Linked DNA regions of Sus scrofa: region 1 is linked to region 2. Evidence: chromatin contacts called from public promoter capture Hi-C data. All regions are on one chromosome and are shown on one strand. Each heading gives the region's core, a stretch centred on a gene start, on an enhancer-like site or on the middle of the called end of the contact. The rest is flanking DNA. Distances are from core to core; before and after follow the strand shown. Region 1 holds the start of KIF13A (kinesin-like protein KIF13A). Region 2 overlaps KIF13A (kinesin-like protein KIF13A).

What was found. Promoter capture Hi-C pulls out the DNA fragments that hold promoters and counts their contacts.
Region 1: a promoter capture Hi-C map of liver shows a contact between it and region 2, with 4 times the contacts expected there. The contact joins the promoter of KIF13A here to the enhancer-like site in region 2. A contact is called at or near these places in 1 of 5 promoter capture datasets (liver), 6 of 47 Hi-C or Micro-C datasets (alveolar macrophages, embryonic fibroblasts, heart right ventricle and 2 more) and 1 of 2 datasets of contacts at active chromatin or transcription factors (skeletal muscle).

The regions. Positions count from the first base shown.
Region 1 is chr7:13,715,068-13,718,906 of Sscrofa11.1, forward strand. KIF13A (kinesin-like protein KIF13A) reads right to left here and starts at 1,777. Exons shown (of 40, transcript XM_021100220.1): 1 at 1,554-1,777; 2 at 1,185-1,275. The coding sequence starts at 1,608.
Region 2 is chr7:13,594,839-13,598,403 of Sscrofa11.1, forward strand. All of the region lies in intron 4 of KIF13A (kinesin-like protein KIF13A), which reads right to left. Among named protein-coding and RNA genes, the nearest start is that of KIF13A, 120 kb to the right of the region's middle. Within about 2 kb of position 1,718, at least 37 of the 83 cell types and tissues checked have an H3K27ac peak or open chromatin away from gene starts, as enhancers often do. A contact at or near this core is called in liver, skeletal muscle and subcutaneous adipose tissue, where this site is marked.

The DNA.
Region 1 (3,839 bases), core at 527-3,026, 120 kb after region 2:
AGCCTCAGCACAAAAAGAAAAGAATTCCCCATCTCACCTATTGGTAATTTCTCCCCCCAAATTTAACAAAACTATGTCTGAACACCATAGGATTACAGAATAAAGGCAGTTGCTTCCTTTGGCAATAAAGTAACAAACCCTACTTTCAGTCTCTCTTCAGTGGGGGGAAAAAAAAATCTCCGAAGAGGAAAAAAAAAAAAAAGGCACTAAATTGTATCACATCAATCAACAGGTGACTTTCAAAAACACAAACTCATGCCGGAGAGGAATTAATTTTGTCAAATCTCCCTGGTTTTTCCTTTCTATTTTTACAAGCTACTGCACTGCTAGTCTGAACGAATTCCAACCGTTTTCTTCTCAGGGGCTTACCAGAAAAATGCCAAATATTCAAATTATTTTAGGGCATTTTCCCATACTACTGCGTGGAATAGAGCTGAATTAATAAGGATCCAACAGTTGTCACTTTTCAAATGCAAATATGTTGCCATCTAGTAAATACAGCCCCCTTTTAAACATGCCCCCCCATCGTCTATACAGCTCGGGGCACTACTTTTGTTTCCTTGAAAATCAAAATTCGCGCATTACCTTCAAGCATTATTTCAACCCAGCACCAAAAATAAAAAATAAAAAAAGATTTTAAATGGTCCAGGCCTGAGCCTACGTCGTACAATACTGTTTGCTTTATTGTGGGGGTGTTCCTTCCCACCTCTCATTTTACACACAAAGTTCCTTAACAGTTCTGCCAAATAAAGCAAACAGAGCAGGGGTGGAAAGAACCAAGGGCACTGGGTTCCACGAACCAGGCCTTGGGGTGGTCATCTGCCCAACTCAGGCCTCAGTTTTCGCATCTGTAAAATGTGGCCGTTGGACTCATTGTCTCAAGGGTCCCATCCTGCTCCCTCACTCTCTGGGTGCCTCGAACCCGACAGGAGGCACAGCCGACTGGTCCCGGCTCTGGCCTGGGGGCGCAGCCTGATGCCGCTCTAGGTGGGAGGGGACAACGAGGAGGGGGGCAGAGGGAGGAGAGAGGAACTTGGACTTGCCACAGCTTCAGCCAGGAGCGTGCGACAAACTTGAAGCCGACCTCCTAACAATAGGAAAGAGCACTCCCATTTTCCTGGCTCAAACTTGCAGGAGGCGGCGGGGCTGGACCCTCCCGCCCGCCCTCTCGGCACCCGCTTTACCTTTCTCCCTGTTTGGTGTTAGAAGGAGGAGGGTGCAGGACCGTTTGATTCCCTTCCATCTCCACCACGCACTTGGTGTTCAGTTCCAGTTCTGAAAGCCAAAGGCAAAACGGACGTTGCAAAGTCGAGCATCCGCGCCCGCAGCCCGCTTTCGTGCGCCGTGCGGGCTCCCCCGGGAGGCGGCCGAGCCGGGAGCCGGGAGCCGGGAGCCGGCGCGCCGGGTCCCGCGACCGGTGCGGGCGCCGCCTCCGGCCGGGCGCACCGACCCCGGCTCCGCTTCGGCCGCCCCAGCCCCGCGGCCCCGCAGTTTCCAAAGTTGCCCCCGCCCTCGGCCCGACCACACACGAAAACGAGCGGAAAGCTCCTCACCTCGTCGGTTCAGGGGCCGGACCCGGACGGCAACTTTTACCTTCGTATCCGACATGTTGGCGGCGCCCGCTCGGCCCGAGGCGGCCCCTCACGCGCGGCGCCGCCGCCGCCGCAGCCGCGCGCCCCCCGAGCGCGGCCGCCGCCGCTCCGCCGTGTGCTCCGAGAGGCAGCGCCGAGGCGCGCGGGCCATCCCGGGGGAGCGCGACGCGGGGCACGGCCGCGGCCCGGGGAGGGGCGGGCAGGCGGGCGGGCGCGCGGGGCGGGGCGCGGCGGCGGCGGCGGCGGGCGGGGAGGAGGCCGCGCCGCCCGGGCCCAGGCGCCGCTCTAGCCGCGCCGGCCCAGCCGAGCGCCAAGCGCCGCGGCCCCTCGCGGCCACCCCGGTCCCGGCCGCGCCGCCATCTTCCGCGCCTCGCGGCGTGCGCGCCCCCCGGCTCGGGGAAGCCGGGCCCGGCGGCGCCCACTGGAGCGCAGCGGATACCCGGGAGGGGACGGCGAGCGGCTGGGGGCTCGGGGCTGCTGCCACCCGGGGCGGGGCGCCCGGTTTCCCCGGGCCCGGCCTGCACCCGAGCCAGCGGGGACCCCACGGGCACCGCCTAGAACTCGAGTCACCTTCTGGGGCCGCTGTCACCCGCAGACCCAGCGCCCTTGGGCGTGCCGGGTGGGCAGGCCTTACCCACGGAAGGGAATGCGCCTCAACCGAAATGCCAGCACGCCGCCCGCTCCTCCCGCCCCGCACCGCCTGGCGCGCGCAGCGGTGTTTTCAGATCCTTATGGTGAACCAAGGCTAGAAATCAATCTGTGCCCCTACCACCGAGAGAGAGAGTGTTTGCAAATACTGCTCTCTCTTCCTTTCCCTGCCCTTGCACTTCTCTTGCCGGAGAGATGTCAAGTGGGCCAGGAGGGTCATTAACTCTTACATAACAATTTAATAGCCATGGATTTTGTCGTCCTGCCAGAGGCCGACCTCTCTGCCAGGGCTGAACTGGGCGAATCTGATGTATTCTGTGCGGCTCAACAAGTGCTTATTGGGCGCTTACTGTGTGCCAGGCATTTTGAAGTGTACAAAAGTCTAAAACCTTAGATTTAGGTCTAGGGAAATCGTTCCAGTTTGCTTGATTGTGGGAATTCAACCATCCTTAAGGTCAATGGAAATTGTACTGGGAACAACTGTGTGCAAAGTGCTGCGGAGGACACACAAAAGCGTGAATAAAGTTATGCGTCTTGTGCTGCAGACGCGCACTCTGTGGCGGGAAAAATAGCACGGAATCAGATATGACGCTGGACTGTGTAGCAGATGCGATGACAGTTTCAATTCTGTCTCCAACTGGTGCCAAGTATGAGCTTGACTCTCTCCCCACTCTTACTCTTCTTTTTTCATCACCACCCCTCCCTTCATTCTCTGTCACATCATGAAATCCTTGAATGCCTAAGACTGCAACTGAGAGTTCCGGCTGGGTGCAGTGGGTTAAGGGTCCGGCCTTGTTTCTGTGTCCGCTGGGGTTCCATTCCTCAGCCCAGCACCATGGTTTAAACGGTCCGGCATTGCCACAGCTGTGGCATAGGTTGCAGCTGCAGCTCAGATGCCAGTCCTGGCGGGGGGGAATTTCCAAATGCCGCCGGTGCAGCCAAAAGAAAGAGAGAAAGAGAAAAAACTTTTTTTTTTTTTCAACTTTATTCAAAAGGCAATGGAAACTGAATGAATGCTTTGGTTTTGGAGCCGGGGACTGATGTGTTCAGAGCATTCTGAGGAATGACTCATAAGACCTTCCAGAAGGCTTTCGCAGTCCTCTAGATCAGAAGTGATGATGGCTAGAGCGAAGCCAATGCAGTACAGAGGCAAGATGACTTAGCAGCCACTGGGATGTAAGAATTGAGGGTTGCAAGTGACTGGGAGAGGGTCTGAAGGATGAGGACCCACAACACACCATAAATAGGTAAGAGGTCTTAAGGTGGGTTGGCCAGATTAATTTGGTGCTGCTGGTTAAATAGTTTCTGTCTACAACTCTAAAGGCCCAGATTAGCCCTTACCTCTTCTAAGAAGGGTTTCTTCTTCAAGGAGTTCCCATTGCAGCTCGGCGATAACAAACCCGACTAGGATCCACGAGAACGTGGGTTCGATCCCTGGCTTTGCTCAGGGGGTTAAGGATCCAGCATTGCTGTGAGCTGCGGTGTAGGCCACAGACATGGCTTGGATCTGGCTTTGCTGTGGTTGTGGCATAGGCTGGCAGCTACAGCTCTGATTCAGCCCCTAGCCTGGGAACTTCCATATGCTGCAGATGCAGCCCT
Region 2 (3,565 bases), core at 468-2,967:
TTTCTATTTTTTAAACACAGCAGTCCTTTTTTTCAGCATAGGAAAAAATGACTGGCCAACCGCTTTTCGAAGTTTAGTTCACAAAAAAAAAAAAAAAAAAGGAACTGTTTCTGCTGGATGGTGGGAATCACGGAGTCCATAAAAGATTCAATCTCCCCACCCTTAATGTTTCCCAACCACAGTTCACATTCAAACAGAACGAAGTGCCACTTGTCTGGAGGACTGCGTACCAGCCCAAAGTGAAAGTTCAGAGGTCGTGAAGGAAGCAGGAAGGTCTATGAACATGTGTTTCTATCCCAGACAAATCAAACAAAGGCGCAACACGGTCCACCCCAGAGCCTTGTGGCTTTTGCACAGGACCAATGCCGAAGAGGAGGCGGCCACGCTTCAGATGTCAGCTCCATGTGCCTGGCTCGGGGAATCCACAGGGCAAACCTGACCTCACTTGTTCATAACCATGACCGAGATGCCAATTTCCTCTGTGAGGTTTATGATTAGGCTCCTGTAGCTGTGTGGACAAGTCTTAAAACACAGGCATGCCCAAAGCAACCCACAGTACAATGTCAGGACAATAGAGAGGGTTCCTGTATGTAATATTTACAAGCAAAGTCACAGATCTGACCCACCCAACCCTGAGTCACACAGCACACAGATCTCTGAAAAGCCAACACTTTGAGTCTACACACTTGTGCATCATCTGTTCCTACTGGGAATAGCAGCAGTGGCCCCAAAGCGACTAGGCTTGTGTACTGGGAGCTGAGTAACCAAGGTAATTCTCTCTAGAGCAGGGCCCTGACAGCAAAGCACAGAAGAGAAGGAAGGGAAAGTGCCCACCACACATACAACACCAGACTCCTAAGGAGGAACAGGGTGAAACATCACAGTGGGCTATGCTCTAGGAAATGGGGGAACAAAAGAAGAGGGCAGAACCTTGTCTTACCCACAATCTGCATTAAACGAGGCAGCCTCCCACAGGTCACAGCTGAATAAGACACTGAGCGTGGCACTACACGGTTGGACACGACAAAGCAGCGAAGTGGGAGAGCAGTGATCAAATCATGTCAAGATTTTAACATGATTTGATCACTTTAAACAGAATCTCCAGTTTTCCTTCTTTTCCCCATCTCTTTTCTCACTGGAGTTAGAGTGGGGGAAAAATGGTTAAGTTCAATATTTATGATTTGGAATTCTTGCGCCTGCACATTTGCAAGGGTGTTTTTCCACTTGTAAACAAGACTAATGGCCCTAGCGATTTTGATGAGTCTGGGCTCGGCAGGTGGCCCAGCTCCAAATGGGAGCACCTGGACAGTGCAAGACCTGTCAGGTTCCTCTCACACACCCAAAGGGGTAAAGAATGTCTAACACAGATGGGGTTTCAGCCAATCTCTCCAATGGTACTACTCTCAGCAATTGTACGTGTGGTGCCTTTACACCTAGTTTAAGTGGAATGACCCCAAACTACAGAGTTTAGATAAAGGAACTAGGGCTTTAAGGAGTGACTTGATGATGAGACTGAAGTTTCACTCAACTGTAGAAGTTTGCCACTGAGGGTCCTGGAACCCAAGAACCTGGACCATGAGGGTAAAGGCAGGTGTCCAGGAGCCATCAGAGATCAGTGTCCCCGCCCTCAGGAATCTTTGCAGCACAGCCTGGGTGACTCACCCAGATGAATGTCTCCACCCCAGGGACAGCACTGGGGCCAGTCATGAGCTGGCAGTGAACCTCAGCTCCTTTTATTGCGGATAAAGTGGCTGAGTCACGGAGGAGGAGATCAGGCAGTGGGGCCCGGAGGGAAGAGCTGGAGGATGGTCTTGCGGAGGATGCAGCTTGGACCCACGCGGGCAGGTGTTTTCACACACACACCTGCTGACCAAGGAGCTGCTCTCCATCTCTACCTGCTCAGCAGCGTTTACCGCTGTCTCTCTCTGACTCAGAAGCAGACTTGACTCAACATCTCTTCTGGACTGTGGGGAACACAGGATTTATAGCACTTGAGGGGCGGTGAAAACAAAGCCCAACCCAAACACAGGCATCCAGGACTCAGAGAACTTCTGACAGGAAGGACAGCACTATTTGTATTATTTCTGGCCTGATTCCCAGCCAGAGACTCCACTCTGATTTCCTAAGCACGGCCTTTTGTTGGGATGGGAGGGAACAGAGGGTTTCTCAGGACTGCAGTAGAACCCATAAAATCTTCACACCTAATAGTCACGGACCCAAAGCCACATGTGCCACTGCTTTTGGCTTTCTCAGCCTTTCTGAGCCTCCGTTTCATCATCTGTAAAATGGGGATGGTGTCCGTTTCTACTGATGGGGACATGTGAAAAGTAAATGACCTGCTGCAGGCAAAGGGAGGAGCACAGCGCTGGGAACCTAGTGCTCAGGACTCCACTGTCTATTGTTGCTGTTATTATCCACCCTCTAAATACACTGAACTAAGTTGAGTGATGTCTCTGGGTGCCAAGAAATTCTCTAAGGAAGAGATGCAGATGAAGAAAGGCAAGTGGAAGAAGGCGGCCTTGGGTGGAATTAAAAATCTGAGAGGAGGGAGTTCCCATCATGGCTCGGCAGTTAACGAAACAGACTAGTATCCATGAGATTGTGGGTTTAATCCCTGGCCTCACTCAGTGGGTTAAGAATCCGGCGTCGCCATGAGCTGTGGTGTAGGTTGCCTACGCGGCTCAGATACCAAGTTGCTGTGGCTGTGGCATAGGCAGGCCGCTGTAGCTCTGATTCAACCCCTAGCCTGGGAACCTCCATATGCTGCAAGTGCAGCCCTAAGAAGAGAAGACCAAAAAAAAAAAAAGAATCTGTGAGTAGAGGGGAGAAAAAAAAAGAAGCACACACACACTCTTTTTTAAAAAATTTAACAGTATCAGCTTAGCTTACTTTTTGAAGGAAATTCCCTTAACTGGCTTTCACTGATCCAATTCTCCAAATTAACCAACACTCACTCTTCCATTTTTCAACAGCACCGACACATGCCTACTGCACCCTGAGCCACCCAGCTGTGGGCGCTCCCAGGACTCCCACCAACTGAGTGATGTTCTTACAAAGGGTCAGTTGTGTTTGCTCGTAAACGGGCTTATGTCTGTGGCACGTCTCTGTCATTACAGAATTAACAAACGCCAAGAGAGAGCTGCTGGTTCTAAGAAAACTAGGTTGGATGCTTAGGAACAACTTGATAAAGCGAGGCACTGAAAGAACTGTCAAGTCAGGTACGGGTGAGAGCATTTGGGAAAGAAAAAGAAAAATGTGGAAGTACTCTGCAGGGAGACTGCTTCATAAATGTCTTTTTTTTTTTTTTTTTTTGTCTTTTTGCAATTTCTCCCAGGCTAGGGGTCTAATCGGAGCTGTAGCTACTGGCCTACGCCAGAGCCACAGCAACGCGGGATCCGAGCCGCGTCTGCAACCTACACCACAGCTCACGGCAATGCCGGATCGTTAACCCACTGAGCGAGGCCAGGGACCGAACCCGCAACCTCATGGTTCCTAGTCGGATTCGTTAACCACTGCGCCACAATGCGAACTCCTCATAAATGTCTTTTAAGATGGCAGGCACCAT